Regions from separate parts of the Xenopus laevis genome. Here region 2 is linked to region 1. Evidence: chromatin contacts called from public Hi-C data. All regions are on one chromosome and are shown on one strand. The core of a region is the stretch at or near the end of the contact, and the rest is flanking DNA. Distances in the headings are between cores, read along the strand shown. Region 1 holds the start of kcns1.S (potassium voltage-gated channel subfamily S member 1). Region 2 holds the start of gdf5.S (growth/differentiation factor 5).

Region 1 (7,059 bases), core at 3,359-5,858:
GACAGAAAATTTTGGTTGTGTGCCCAAACATCGGCCATTGTTAGTGCTGGTAGAATTCTATTGTTTCTACCGATGATTCAGCTCTACACGTGTTGTATTGAAAAACATCTTTTCCAGGAAATATCGTAATTGTAACGTCTATGGCCACCTTAGTGGTAGAGAGATGACTTTCCATTGTATAAACACAAGGGCTAGATGTAGACCTTGGTGAAAAGCAATGGCTTAGGGTTGGCTGTCTCCTTGTCCACTGTCTAGAGATCATTTTCACAGACATTATAATACAACTAACTTGTCACAACAAGGTTTTTGATGGTTCCAGAGAAACCCAAAGCACAAGCCAGCATTTAAAATGGGACGTTCCTGCACTGTCTGTGCTATGCTGGGAGCATCAATGCATGCTGTGCCTCCAATGTGAGTGCAGAAGCTTCTAGAACAGTGATCCCCAACCAGTAGCTCGTGAGTAACATGTTGCTCTCCAACCCCTTGGATGTTGCTCCCAGTGGCCTCAAAGCAGGTGCTAATTTTTGAATTCCAGGCTTGGAGGCAAGTTTTGGTTGTATAAAAGCCAGGTGTACTGCCAAACAGAGTCTCAATGTAGGTCGACAATCCACATAGGGGCTACCACATGGCCAATCACAGCACTTATTTGGCACCCCAAGAACATTTTTCATGCTTATGTTGCTCCCCAACTCCTTTTTCTGCTGAATGTTGCTCACGGGTTCAAAAGGTTGGGGATCCCTGTTCTAGAAGATGTAAAATAAACACACACATAAAAATGGCACTTTAATGAAACACAAGGCCTGGGACTCCAGACAAACCCTTAAACGGTGACAACTGCCCAAGTTTCCATACAAAACCTTTGTTTGAAACTATCTATGTATATAGAGAATGTTTGAAACTGCCATGAGGGAAGTGGAATTTAAAAAATGGCAGTTTGAAAATGTTGACATTTATCGCTAGGTATAACAAGTCTTGTTTGTCAAAGAATTACTAAACTATAATGGCAATGGCGTCTGTGAGAAACCAATATGTTTTCTTTAATGATCTCTGTAACATTTTGTGTATCTGTCCCAATTAAAAAAAAATAAACGAAATGATTTTTTTTTTAGAAACTTGAACGTGTCTGTGTTTGATATTTTGCACATCTTGCCAAAGTATTCATCTTGGAAGGAATAAAATGCAATTTAAATATGTAAATGTGTAAATTTTATACAAGAAAAACACACATAACCTGCAAAATATAACATCAGGGCATTTACTAAATCCATAAATTTGGTTTAGGTTGAATCTTAATACTTTTTACAGAATTTGAAATGGATTTAGAACCCCTAAACAAGGCCTAAACGGAAAGCCTTACACGTTTCAAGCCTTATGCTTTTTTGGCTCTTAATTGGTATATACATGTATATATTTGTATAAATATTATTAAGTGCCAGAAGGCATGAAATGTGGAAGGCTTCTGGTTATGGGACTTTTTTTATGTAATAAAAGAATTTGGGTTTTTTTTTTACTTATGGCCTCTCATTGAGTTCTAAGATGTGCTTGCCTGCTTCCATGTATACCGGTATTTAATTTCCTAACTGAAGGTTCAGGGCTCAAGTACCTGATTAAGTACCTTGCTGGTATGAAACGCGTAGGGCCTATGGAGATGGATTTATACTTTTAATTATGACCAATAAAGATTGACCTTTTTAACTTATACTATTGGCCCTGTACTATTGGCCAGATAGCCCTGTTCTTTTTCTGTGTGTTAATTATGTGAGCCCAATGGTTCTACTGGTGAATAGTCCTCCAGGAATGTTTAAGCAAAATTCATTATCAAAACCATAATCCAATTGAAAGCATGGTATGAATCACAAAGATCCTAATCCAGACAAGATGGTGCAAAAATACCCCTACTAAGGGGACTCTAAGTAGTAGATGTCAGTGGTCAACCAAGGAGAAAATGGGTTAAGATCTATGGTGAATGCTTATTTGCTGCCCTGGATACCCCGTGATGACAATGTTTTCCTATATTTACAGCCTATGGGGTGGGTGGGAATATTTTACCAAATATTGACCAGGAGAGACAAAAACCCTGACCTGGATGGAGGCCAAATGCAGAGGTGTATTTCTATCAAGTGCCACCACAGGCACTGGACTTCCAACTGCAGATTGGATTGTTTTATATCTATAGAGACCCCTCTAAAGCAACCACCCTGGGCAACCACCATCAGGTGCCCACTCAGATATAAATACAGCCCTGACCAAATGGGCAGTGATGTCAATTAAGCCTGTGTCAGTGATAACCCATTGGGGGCATGATTGAGGCCATATTTCATGCTGCCATTTAAATGAATAGGAATTCGGGTTATTTGGATTATCACCCAAATCACAGTTTAGTTGACAACTGTACATTTTACTGGTTGGCGCTGGTTGGTCCTGGTTGGGTTGGGAACTGGACAGCTGAAGTTGGCAAACCATACAGCAGTCCTATGCAACAAAAGTTAAAGTCCAATCCCTTGCTAGTCTAGAAAAAGTGATGGCAAGGTGCGGCCTATTTTGGCTAAAGATCATAAATATATTAAGCTTTGGAAACATTGCTCAGAAGTTGAGGAAATATCTAAAGGTGCGACTATTTGCCTGGCTAACAGGGTTCCAGACTTTTTCCTAATCTAGCCAGTCTGTACTTATTTCATTGCGGCTTCCCTTGGCTCTGAAACGTTACTGTCACGTAGCACTTTAGAGACATCTAGTGGTAATACTTATGGGTGAATAGTTTCATTTTCCAGCGGTTTGCGCTCATTGTCACATTCACTGCTTTCGGCCTGATTGACAAAAGCCTGGAACATATGCCGCTAAAATATAGGCTGTACACAGTTGAGCGGATTAATCATGGATTATTCTTTAAATCAAATAACCATGAGAGTGGAGCCAGTCTGTAAAATCACCACCATCTGTTTCTGGTTTGAGCCGTCCATAGCTCTGTGGTCAACCAGGACCTAAAAATAAAACCAGTGGAATACTCCATGTAAGGGGTGCACGTTCAGCATAAGGAGGCCACTCTATGTAGGGATCTTATGGTAAAATAATAATCCTCCACTCCATGTCTACACCTTAATACGAGAAGTGGTGCTGCAATCTGGATACTCTGGAGACCATATAAATGTCGCCATAAGGAATGTTAAGGCCTCCATAATAACCACATTATATCTCCTATACAACAAATATTACATTAACAAATATGATTAGATGAGAGAAATCAGGCCTTTAAACAGGGAATTCTACCAGAGAGGGTCACCAACATAGGGCATCATTCACAGCTACTGTGTGGTCTCATAGAAGTTTGCTTATACCCTATGGATAGAGAGACACCATAGAACCATTTTAATGTGTATATTCTACAACACTAGGTACAATAAAGGGAAAAATAACTACAAAGTCGGGCGAGCTGAGCCTCTTCATACTTGGCACATGGTTAGCAGTCAACAGTAACCCAACAGACTCCATTGCTCAATCCCAAGCCTACTTGACTCCATTCACTAAGTTTACTTTAGCTCATGCACGACTGCACTAATGTTCAGCACGGTGTTAAAAATGCATAGCTATTATGTTTATGTAAAACCCTGGCACAGGGATAGTGCAACAGGGGAACATACACCCACCAGCAATCAGAAGTTAATAATTCAAGTTCTAAAGGCTTCAGACTCCACACACAGAACCTGAAATAAGTTTGTGCATTAATAAAGTATGAGTGTGGGTTAGGCCCAATAAACGTGTCCCTTCTTCTAGTGCAGTGATCCCCAACCAGTAGCTTGTGAACAACATGTTGCTCACCAACCCCTTGGATGTTGCTTCTAGTGGCCTCAAAGTAGGTGCTTGTTTTTGTAGGTTGACAATCCATATAGGGGCTACTAAATGTTTAAAATATTATATTTGATTTTCACATAAACAAGAGAAATCAGTATGACAGCAAATACCATGCAGACTCAGAGGATCATGGCTACTAAATGGCCAATCACAGCCCTTATTTGGCACCCAAGGAACATTTTTCATGTTAGTGTTGCTCCCCAACTCCTTTAATTTCTGAATGTTGCTCATAGGTTCAAGAGGTTGGGGATCTCTGTTCTAGTTATATTACAATAGAGAGTACATTATTCACTATATATTGTTTACAGGCTGAACCTTATAACCCACATGGTCTCCTTGCCAACAAGAATAGCTTCTCCTAGAACGGAAAAACTGAACTTGATCAGTCTGATCATACGACTCAATTCTGAAATTTAAAAAAAAATTTAAAATTTTTAAGAAATAGGATTTTTTTTTTTTCAATTTTAAAAATGTGCCGAGTCACTGCTATCCTTTTGGCTTGTATCAGAAGCATGGATTCAGTCCAGGTTACAATGAGTGACAGATGCCGTAACACCATCGCAGTTGACACCGTCCGAGAACCATGCAAAGTTTGCCGAGCAGCTGCGTCCGACCACTCAAGAGGTTAACGGCTTTTACGTGTTCATCTTTACAACCTTAAGAGTTCCTACTGGCAGCTGCCTGGAAATGTGTGTACAGTACATCAATATTTAAGTAACTGGATCTCACTACAAGACCAAGTGTGCTGGAAGGAGCTTCAGACGACATAGGAGGTCTCAGGGCACGCACCATCCTTTCAGAACCCTTTCTTTCTGCAAGAGGTTTTCCATGGTTTCATGCAAAGATGTCCTTCTGAAGACTCTGCCTTAAGTCCCCGTAATTCATTCTCTCCTTCTAAACTGGATTCTCTACACCTCGTCCATAAACCGCACTTGATTTTTGATGTCCCATGAAGATACCAGCATTTTTCTGAATCAGGTACGAATTTTCAGATTTTTTTCACATAAGATAAGATTTTCTTTCTATATGAATATAGGTTGTATCTGTAGAGTCCGAATCATTTCAGGTGGTGGATGGAATCTGCTAATAAATGCAAGTTCTTGGATAACACAATCAATTTGGCCCTTGAGGATGCATTTTTTTTAAAAGTGGCCCCCAATGTTTCTGCTCATTTTTTCTACTCGGTTATCCGCTCCCTCGACTGAAGGTTCAGGGCGGTGCACCTGGACCCCTTCTCCAAACTGGTGAGTCTATACTTTGAGACCTAAGAATTTTACTGCAAATCATCACCTACCAGTGTTCATGATTCTATTTTGGGATCCTTAAAATATCTGCCTTTGACTTACCCTTTCTTCCTCCAGTGTTAGGGTCAAAGACAATATTATATGGTTTTATGATGTTTTAATGAATATACACCAGGATTTCAATCATGTTTTTGTTTGCTTTCATTGTAGAGGAATTAGATCTATTATCCAGAATGCTTTCCTTAAAAGGTTGTTTTTTCTATAATTTGGCTCACCATAAATTAAAAGACACCTATCCCGTAATTATTTCACCCGCTAAGAGAGCCCACACTCCAAAAGGGAGAAAAAAAATTATTTGTTGCAAGAAAGCCCCCTAAGCCACCCTGGCCCCCCTCTAGTGGGGGGTCACCATGTTGGGGCATATCATGTGGATAATGAGTGGGTCAAGGAGCTCTCCATGTGTTAGACCAGTGGTCCCAAACCAGTGGCTCACGAGCAACATGTTGCTCACCAACCCCTTCAATGTTGCTTCCAGTGGCCTCAAAGTAGGTGCTTCTTTTTCAAAAAAAAAAAAAACTGGTTTATTGGCAGCCTCCTGTCGGCTACCAATCCACATAGGGGCTACCAAATAGCCAATCACAGCCCATAGTGATGTATTTGTACCTTACATTCTCAAGCAATTATCTTTGGTCCCTATGATATATATTATATAGTAAGATACGACTGTTTTAAGGGCAAGATGACTAAGGAAGCCGCTTTAGCTCCTGAATTTTAAAGGGCCCTAGTCCACTGCCCCCCAACTGTCATTCTACTGCAGGGCAATGTTTTGAATTCATTTTCTGCAACAGCATAGCTGGGGTTCATGTGGTTATCTGAATGCATTTACTGCATTGATTTTACTGGCATGCCTGGGGTTAAAGCAATGCTCACTATCCATGTTCTTCAGTGATCTTGCTGGCATGTCTGGGGTTAATAAAGCACATATTATGCATTTTCTGCAGGGATCATACTGACATGCCTGGGGTTCTTGAAGTGATTTGAATCTACTTACTGCAGTGATTTTACTGGCATGCCTGGTGATAAAGCAATGCTCATTATCCAAATTCATTAGTGATCTTGCTGGCATGTCTGGGTCATTATGGCTAATAGGAATACCAAAGGGGAGTATAGTAGACTTCACCTCACATTTGACATTTGCCTGAGCAAATTTGCAATTTTCATTTTGTTAGAGATATTAGCAGTTTTAGACTGCTAGGCAGGCTTCATTTTTTGACTTCCGAATCCCCCAAAAAATAAAAATGTTCACTATTTTTGATTATAATGCACTATTCTGATTATAAGAAATTACATTTCTACGGTTTTCTGTTACAGAAGCACAAGGGTACATCCGAAGACCATGGTACACAAAAGCAAGCCGTTTTGGATTGGCAATTTTAGAGATCACGCCATTAACATAAACGTAGGTGGAATGAAAAAACGCATCAGCCCCATCACCTTGTCTCAGTTTCCAGACACGAGGCTGGGGCGGTTGCTTTCCTGCGAGACAGAAGAGTCCATTCTCCAGATCTGCGACGACTATGACTTGGTGTCCAAAGAGTTTTATTTCGACAGGAACCCGGGCCTTTTCCCCTACGTTCTGTACTTCTACGAGACTGGGAAACTCCACATGATGAACGACCTGTGCGCTTTCTCTTTCTCCCAAGAGATTGAATACTGGGGAATCAGTGAGTTTTTCCTGGATTCCTGTTGCAGTTACCGTTACCACGAACGCAAGTTGGAAAGGAGGCGACGCAACTGGGACGATGATAGTGAAGCCAGCAGCATTGAGACCTCTGTGGATGAGATTTCTGACGTTAACCAGGATCTCATGTATTTTGATAACTTAAGGTGTGGGAACTTGCGCAAACGCCTGTGGCTCACCATGGAAAACCCTGGCTACTCCATTCCTAGCAAATTATTTAGTTTC
Region 2 (6,790 bases), core at 3,782-6,281, 150 kb before region 1:
CAGGGGCGCTCCACCAATGAGGCGAGTTGAGACACTCTCCTCAGGCGGCAGCGCCCCCCTGGTTGCCAGGGGCGGCAAAAATGCCGCTCCTGGTAACTAAGAGCCAAATTACCGGTTTTCAAACCGGGAATTCGGCTCTTCTTCAGGCGGCATAATAGCAAGAATCGCCCCTGTCTTTAATACCAAACTTTTATTTCTTGACTTCTAAACAATCCCATATCTTCTAAGCTCAATGTTATTTTTAAATGAGTTACAATGCTAAATAACCTGTATCTAATCTTTTTTCTAACATGTGTGTGGACAATATAACCTCATTTAACAGGAAAACTTTATAATAATGCAGCCTTCACTAAATAATTACTCTAATCCTCCAACCTTAGGGGATAACAGGTTCTCCTTTGTGTGGACAATTCTAGTCTACTCGTAAGCCTTTAATTTTCTGATTTAGGATTGGTGTGAATACCAGATGTGCTCTGATTAAAATGTCCTCTACTCTAAAGAATTATGAGGTTTTTGAACTATTGCAGTCATTATATTTCATACAACAGAATCTTTGTTTCAAACATTGGAAATGTTACTGATAATTTAGACGATCATTGAAGCGCTGTCAGAAACACTCCACCCCTTTCTAATTCTCCAACATTCAGATCTGAGGGTCCAACTCAATAAATGTAGGGCATTTTAGGAACAGCAAATTCAAATTTACATGTTTATTTTCAACGTAGGAATAGTTCCGTGGTTTTTTTTTTGTTTTGTTCAAGTTGTCGTATTAAATTATTACCACCAAGCAAAGCAACAAATTACTCAGATATATACACCATGCATTACAAATATACAGAAGCATATTACAATAATTTATTTTGTTTTTAACATAGAATCAAATGCCTTCTTACCACTCCAAGATAATATATTGTGTTAACCGACATTTGATAATAAAAAAAAAATCTAAAGCAATTTTACTAAGCCTTTTAAGTTCTAAAAAGCAAAGAAAGTTACTTTTTTAACATATATTTTCATATATATAGATATAAAATAAACACTTCAGATCCAGTCTTTCTATTGCCTTCATAAATACAAACGGTTGTAAAATAAATCATTTTCAGCTCACAATGTATTCATCTTTTAAGGGAAATGGACTTGATAGTGTTGGTGTAACCAGTATTGACTTCATATGATTGTGCTGTGTCAGCAACTGCCATTTCTCATCATTCAGATCACTCTCAAGTGTCATTATCTGCTCCGTTTTGTGTTATTGTATCCATCTCTTCATTTTCAGACGTGTTCAAATTGTCACATGTAGGGTTTATTTGATCATATCATGTATGCAGTTCTGAAACATTAATATAAAAACCCTTTCTATACAATGTTTATTGTTTAAACCCTAGTTTATTTGTTCCTCTTAGACCAAATCAATGGCAGGTTACATATTTGCTACCTACAACCACAGGACTCCACAACCATGTCTTCATATTGTTTGTAGACCACATTGTTGGCAGAGTCTGTGTAAAGGATGCTTATTGGACTTAGTCTAGTTGGAACACAACAGGTTGGTGGCGTAGTCTCTGGGTCCATTGAATTCATTAATGTTTGGATCACTGCATGGTTGGTAGGCTCTAAATGAGATCTCAGAGGGAACTCACAAAGCCCTTCACAATGATATGCCTCATACTCCAAAGGGGCAATAATCCAGTCATCCCAACCCATATCCTTGAAATTGACATGAAGTGGTTTCTTGCTACATCTTGCTTTTGGATTCTTATTTGGCCTCTTCCCTTGCCTAGTTGACAGAGGGGCTCTTCTCTTTCTCCTTTGATTGAATAAATATTCATAGACAGTTTTGTCATCTTGGCCAGACCTGGCTTTAATCTCATTGAAGAACAAGTCCCGTTTCTTTGTCCTACCAAAGACAAGAAAAATGGCTTTCTCATTGGTCTGCCTCCCTGTTCTATTAAATCCCGCACTTCTTAAATCTGCAGGTTTCCCCTTATCCAAAACTTCAAGCTCAAAACACAACTGCACAGAGTTTTTGAAATTTTTATACAGCTTCCATATGTCAAAGACCTCCCATTTTGGGGTATCAATACTGCTGAGGGGCCGAGAGTCCAGAAGGCTAGCGGACTTCTTGTTCGCCGGGCAACTGTATAATTTTACCTGCGACAGTTTGGCAGGTAAGTTGGATTTAGTGTCGGTCGGCCTTTTTCTTAGAATACGCAGTTCAGCTCCTAATAAACCATCTTTTTCCAAAGCACTGATGTCAAAAATATACTTTTGCCTCCTTGCTGCTGCCATCCATTCATCTAGGGAAACAAATAAAAATGAGAAAGACAGCAATTTATTTTAGAGAATTTTTGTATTCTACGTCGTAAACCCATGCAGGTTATGGTGACACAATCAGTAATGGATTTGTTTTCATGTATATCTTGATACACATCTGATGCACTTGGGTCTCTTTGTTCTATCTCTTGTTTCACCAAGTGGCCAATATGTTTACCTTTTTAAAACATTTTTTCAGATCTCTTTCTCAACCTACTAAGTGGAAATTAGGCTTTAAATTATGAAACAAAAACAACAGATCTTCATATATACCTAAAGTAAATATGGAAATCCTGACCCAAGGCAGTTCTGCTAAAGTGTCTATACAAGGCTTTAGTAAATGAACCCTTTAGATGTAAGGAAAAAGAGGTCACTGCCGTGGTGCGCTGATATCTGACCACATTTTGTGAAAATTTGTTTGCTTGTTTTTCCTTCTTTGATGAAGGACTTAATGACTTATATCATGAGGCAATTCGCATGATTTACTGCTCTCGAGGAAACCGAGTGTCGGTCTCTTTATTAGTTTCAGGTGTTTACAATATAAATTATGAAATACTTTGCTGAAGTGCCCTTAATTAGTGTTTAACGCATTTCACATGTTGGTGGATTACATAAACTGATTAAAATGAATAGCATGGCCGGCTAATATCTTAAAGCTCTGCATTCGGGCGTATCACACTGGAAACATTAATGCTGCAATGTAAAATCTATCATTAATAAAGAGCTTTTGTAGGAATGCTACTTTAAGAGAATAGCTATTTAGATACTAACACCTTTAACTACAGTCTAAGGAAAAGTTTGGAACAATGTTTTGCCTGTTTGAGGAAGCAGACTCATTATTTATTTTCTGACTTGGAATTTTTTCTGTTAAATTACATTGTTATGGTTCCTATGTAGTGCAATGCTGGACTGCAATAAATTTTGTATTATTGCTATATCATACTGGAAATAATATTGAATTATGATAATTATATTTTTATTAAAAAAAAAGTAGCATATGAGGAGATGGTTCTTGGCTGGTGGCAATGACTGTCTGAGGAACTCATGAATATTATCCATATATCAATAAGATCTGGGTAACATTGACACGGCAAGTTCTTTATTTAGTGGCGATTCTCATTTTGAACTTGATATACGACACCTGTTCAGTTATACACGTTCATTAAGATCTTTCACATACACCTTAAAGAATGTAGCCTATGAAAAAACGATGGAGCTGAGTTGGAGGTACATCGACGACTGTTGACTACACTGCCATTATCAACAAGCTCCTTCAGTAATATTTTTCAAATCCTTAACATTTTTGATTTAGGGCAAAATTAGTAAACCTTGTTAAAATGAATTTTTACTATAAATGACACTAATAAGAAGACATCGAAGCTTAAAATATATCACCCGACATCAAAACATATCATAAGGTTGGCATTATTTACATATTTTACTACAAATGACTCACTTTCCACCTAAAACTTGGTCTCCACATTTCCTAAAATGCTTTTTCTATACATTAAATTTCAGCTGAAACATTTTCATTTTGGCTTATAGGAGCATGACTGTATCTAGTACCAACATGTATGGAACCTGTATTAAAAACACATTCACTTATTGTGAAATAAAGTAGATGTTTATCCTTAAATATTACTTTATTTAGATTATATAACCAATCATCTTACCTTGAGCTTTGTCAATGAAGCTGGTGATAGTATTGGCTAATCCTGCCTCGAGTTTCAAGCTTCCATTAATGCCTTTCCTTTCAACATCTGAAAGAGTCCGGTACAGTGATAACATGTATTCATGTGGCGTAATGAGGGGGTGCTTGAAAGAGTCTTTTTGCTCTTTTTCAGTCAGTGGGTTTGAAGGTCTCCTTGGTTTGAATCCAGCAGAATCTGCATGGATATTTATTAGTTTGGTAGAGGCCTTACTGGTAACATGCGGAGGCCTTGGGGTCTCGATTTTTACCCCAGATTGCCCATTTTCAACGACTTTGTCCTTGGCATGTGGAATAGCTCTACGGGCAGCTTGTTTTTTGAAGTCCTCATTTTTAGAGAGAAAAATTCTACTTTGAACAAGGGGAACTTTGGTCCTACCCTTTTGAAGACCAACTCCATGACCCAAGATTGCAGTCCTGGTTGCGTTGACCTTTGGTAATGGGTTTCTCTCTTTTCCTCCAGTTACAGCAATGCCTACTTTGGTTCCTGGATTACTTTGTTCAGAATGGCCCAGTGCCAAAGGAACTAGATCCAGGGAGTCCCAAATCAGATACCAAAGCAGTAAAGGAATATATTTCAGTACTTTCATCCTTTGATCTTCTCTTGAACATCACCAAAGAAACAAATGGCAAAGGTTCCACCAAACTGGCATGAGACAACATGAAAGAGACTGAAAACCAAGGCCAGCAGAAACAGCTTTCTTCTTACTCTGCTTTTAAAATCTGTTTGCTTAATGTGGGTATCCAGTCCCATAGTGAAAAGTAACATGTGTTCTGATCTAATCTTACTTTCTCCAGTGTGTAGCTGAACAGAGGTTGCTCTTGAAAGGTAAACTTTACCTCCCTCTTTTCTGCTTCAAAACTGTCTGACTACTTGAAGGAGTCTTGTTTAAATCCGAAGGTTTTTTTTTTTTTTTCCAAGGAGGAAGAATGGCGTAATGTTGCCTCTGTGTAAATCCTTTTTTTTTTTTTTTTTTTTTTTAAGATTTGAATCCATTCCAGTGAAAATATTTCACACACAGAGATTCGCAGGTGCTCAGAAATCTTTTACAAACCTGAGCTCAGGAGTTGGAAGCGGAATTCCAACAAAAACCAATTTAATTACTCTCTGATGTCATGCTGTCTAAACTAATTTAAGGGCGATATATTTCTTGAGAAAAAAAAAAAAAAATCTTCCTTAACCTTTCCATTAACATGACTCATACCCTATGTTAAACCATTCTGTAGGACCTGAAACTTCAAATTATGTCATTTAAAGGGGGGAGGGGGAATGATTCTGCATTAACCTTACATAAACTTCAACGAGAATGTAAACATAAGTATCTTTTTTAATTTTTTATTGTTTTTGAATCGACCCTAAGTATTGCGTTGTGACATCTAAATATAGGCTTTTTTCATTGTTATGGATCTTTTATTTCTATTTCCCAAAACAAATTAAACAAACCATTAAAAATTAAAAAAAAAATCGAAATGGCATTAATGTGGTAATGCCGTAGCACTTTAAAAATACATTATAAAATGTTCTATAAAATTAAGTATTGTAGCCCAGAATAAATGGGAAATTTAAGCACGGAGGGGGGGGGGGAAGAAAAAACTTTCCATGCCTGGTATAAAGCAATGCTATACATTTCCAGATGTTTTCATTTTTTTCCCAGTGTGATGTAAAGCAGCAGTGTCCCCTGCAGTCTGGATTTAAAATAGTAAGAAAAAAAAATCAAGGAGGGACCAACATATATTAAATATATTATCTACCTCCTTTAGGAACGATGTTGGTAGCAGTTCTTGACTCTTAGCATGAAAAAAAAAACATTTTGCACCTGATTTTTTTTAATAAAAAATAGATACAGCGCATATTGCTGCAGTGTTGTAAAACGATCCTCTTTTAAAGGGATCCTGTCATCGGAAAACATGTTTTTTTCAAAACACATCAGTTAATAGTGCTACTCCAGCAGAATTCTGCACTGAAATCCATTTCTCAAAAGAGCAAACAGATTTTTATATATTTAATTTTGAAATCTGACACGGGGCTAGACATATTGTCAATTTCCCAGCTGCCCCCGGTCATGTGAGTTGTGCCTGCACTTTAGGAGAGAAATGCTTTCTGGAAGGCTGCTGTTTTTCCTTCTCAATGTAACTGAATGTGTCTCAGTGGGACATGGGTTTTTACTATTGAGTGTTGTTCTTTAATCTACCAGGCAGCTGTTATCTTGTGTTAGGGAGCTGTTATCTGGTTACCTTCCCATTGTTCTGTTGTTAGGCTGCTGGGGGGGAGAAAGGGAGGGGGGTGATATCAGTCCAACTTGCAGTACAGCAGTAAAGAGTGACTGAAGTTTATCAGAGTCACATGACTTGGGGCAGCTGGGAAATTGACAATATGTCTAGCCCCATGTCAGATTTCAAAATTAAATATAAAAAAATCTGTTTGCTCTTTTGAGAAATGGATTTCAGTGCAGAATTCTGCTGGAGTAACACTATTAATTGATTCATTTTGAAAAAAAGTTTTTTTTCCCCATGACAGTATCCCTTTAACTGTGGTTCTTTTGGTATAAAAGTACCAAACCAAAGGCAAAAAGGTGATATTTGCTTTCCTCTTCCCACAATTCCCAGGTTAAAACCTGTAATATTTGACTTTGTGCAGAAATGTAAGAGCTCGGACACGTCTTTTTACTGGATGTAAGCTATATGTAAAGTGTTTTTGTTTTTGTTTTAAGGGGCAAATTTATCAGCATTTGAATTTATTTTTTTATTGGAATTCTAAGCTCAAAAAAA

Evidence for each region. Hi-C and Micro-C count contacts between places; a contact is called where the count stands out from the background.
Region 2: a Hi-C map of the XTC cell line shows a contact between it and region 1, with 3 times the contacts expected there. The contact joins the promoter of gdf5.S here to the promoter of kcns1.S in region 1. A contact is called at or near these places in 2 of 4 Hi-C or Micro-C datasets (the XL177 cell line and the XTC cell line).

The regions. Positions count from the first base shown.
Region 1 is chr9_10S:3,594,016-3,601,074 of Xenopus_laevis_v10.1, reverse strand. It overlaps kcns1.S (potassium voltage-gated channel subfamily S member 1), which reads left to right and starts at 4,608. Exons shown (of 3, transcript XM_041578834.1): 1 at 4,608-4,827; 2 at 6,465-7,059. The coding sequence starts at 6,490.
Region 2 is chr9_10S:3,747,300-3,754,089 of Xenopus_laevis_v10.1, reverse strand. It overlaps gdf5.S (growth/differentiation factor 5), which reads right to left and starts at 5,031. Exons shown (of 2, transcript XM_018237832.2): 1 at 3,987-5,031; 2 at 745-2,297. The coding sequence starts at 4,611. The coding sequence ends at 1,432.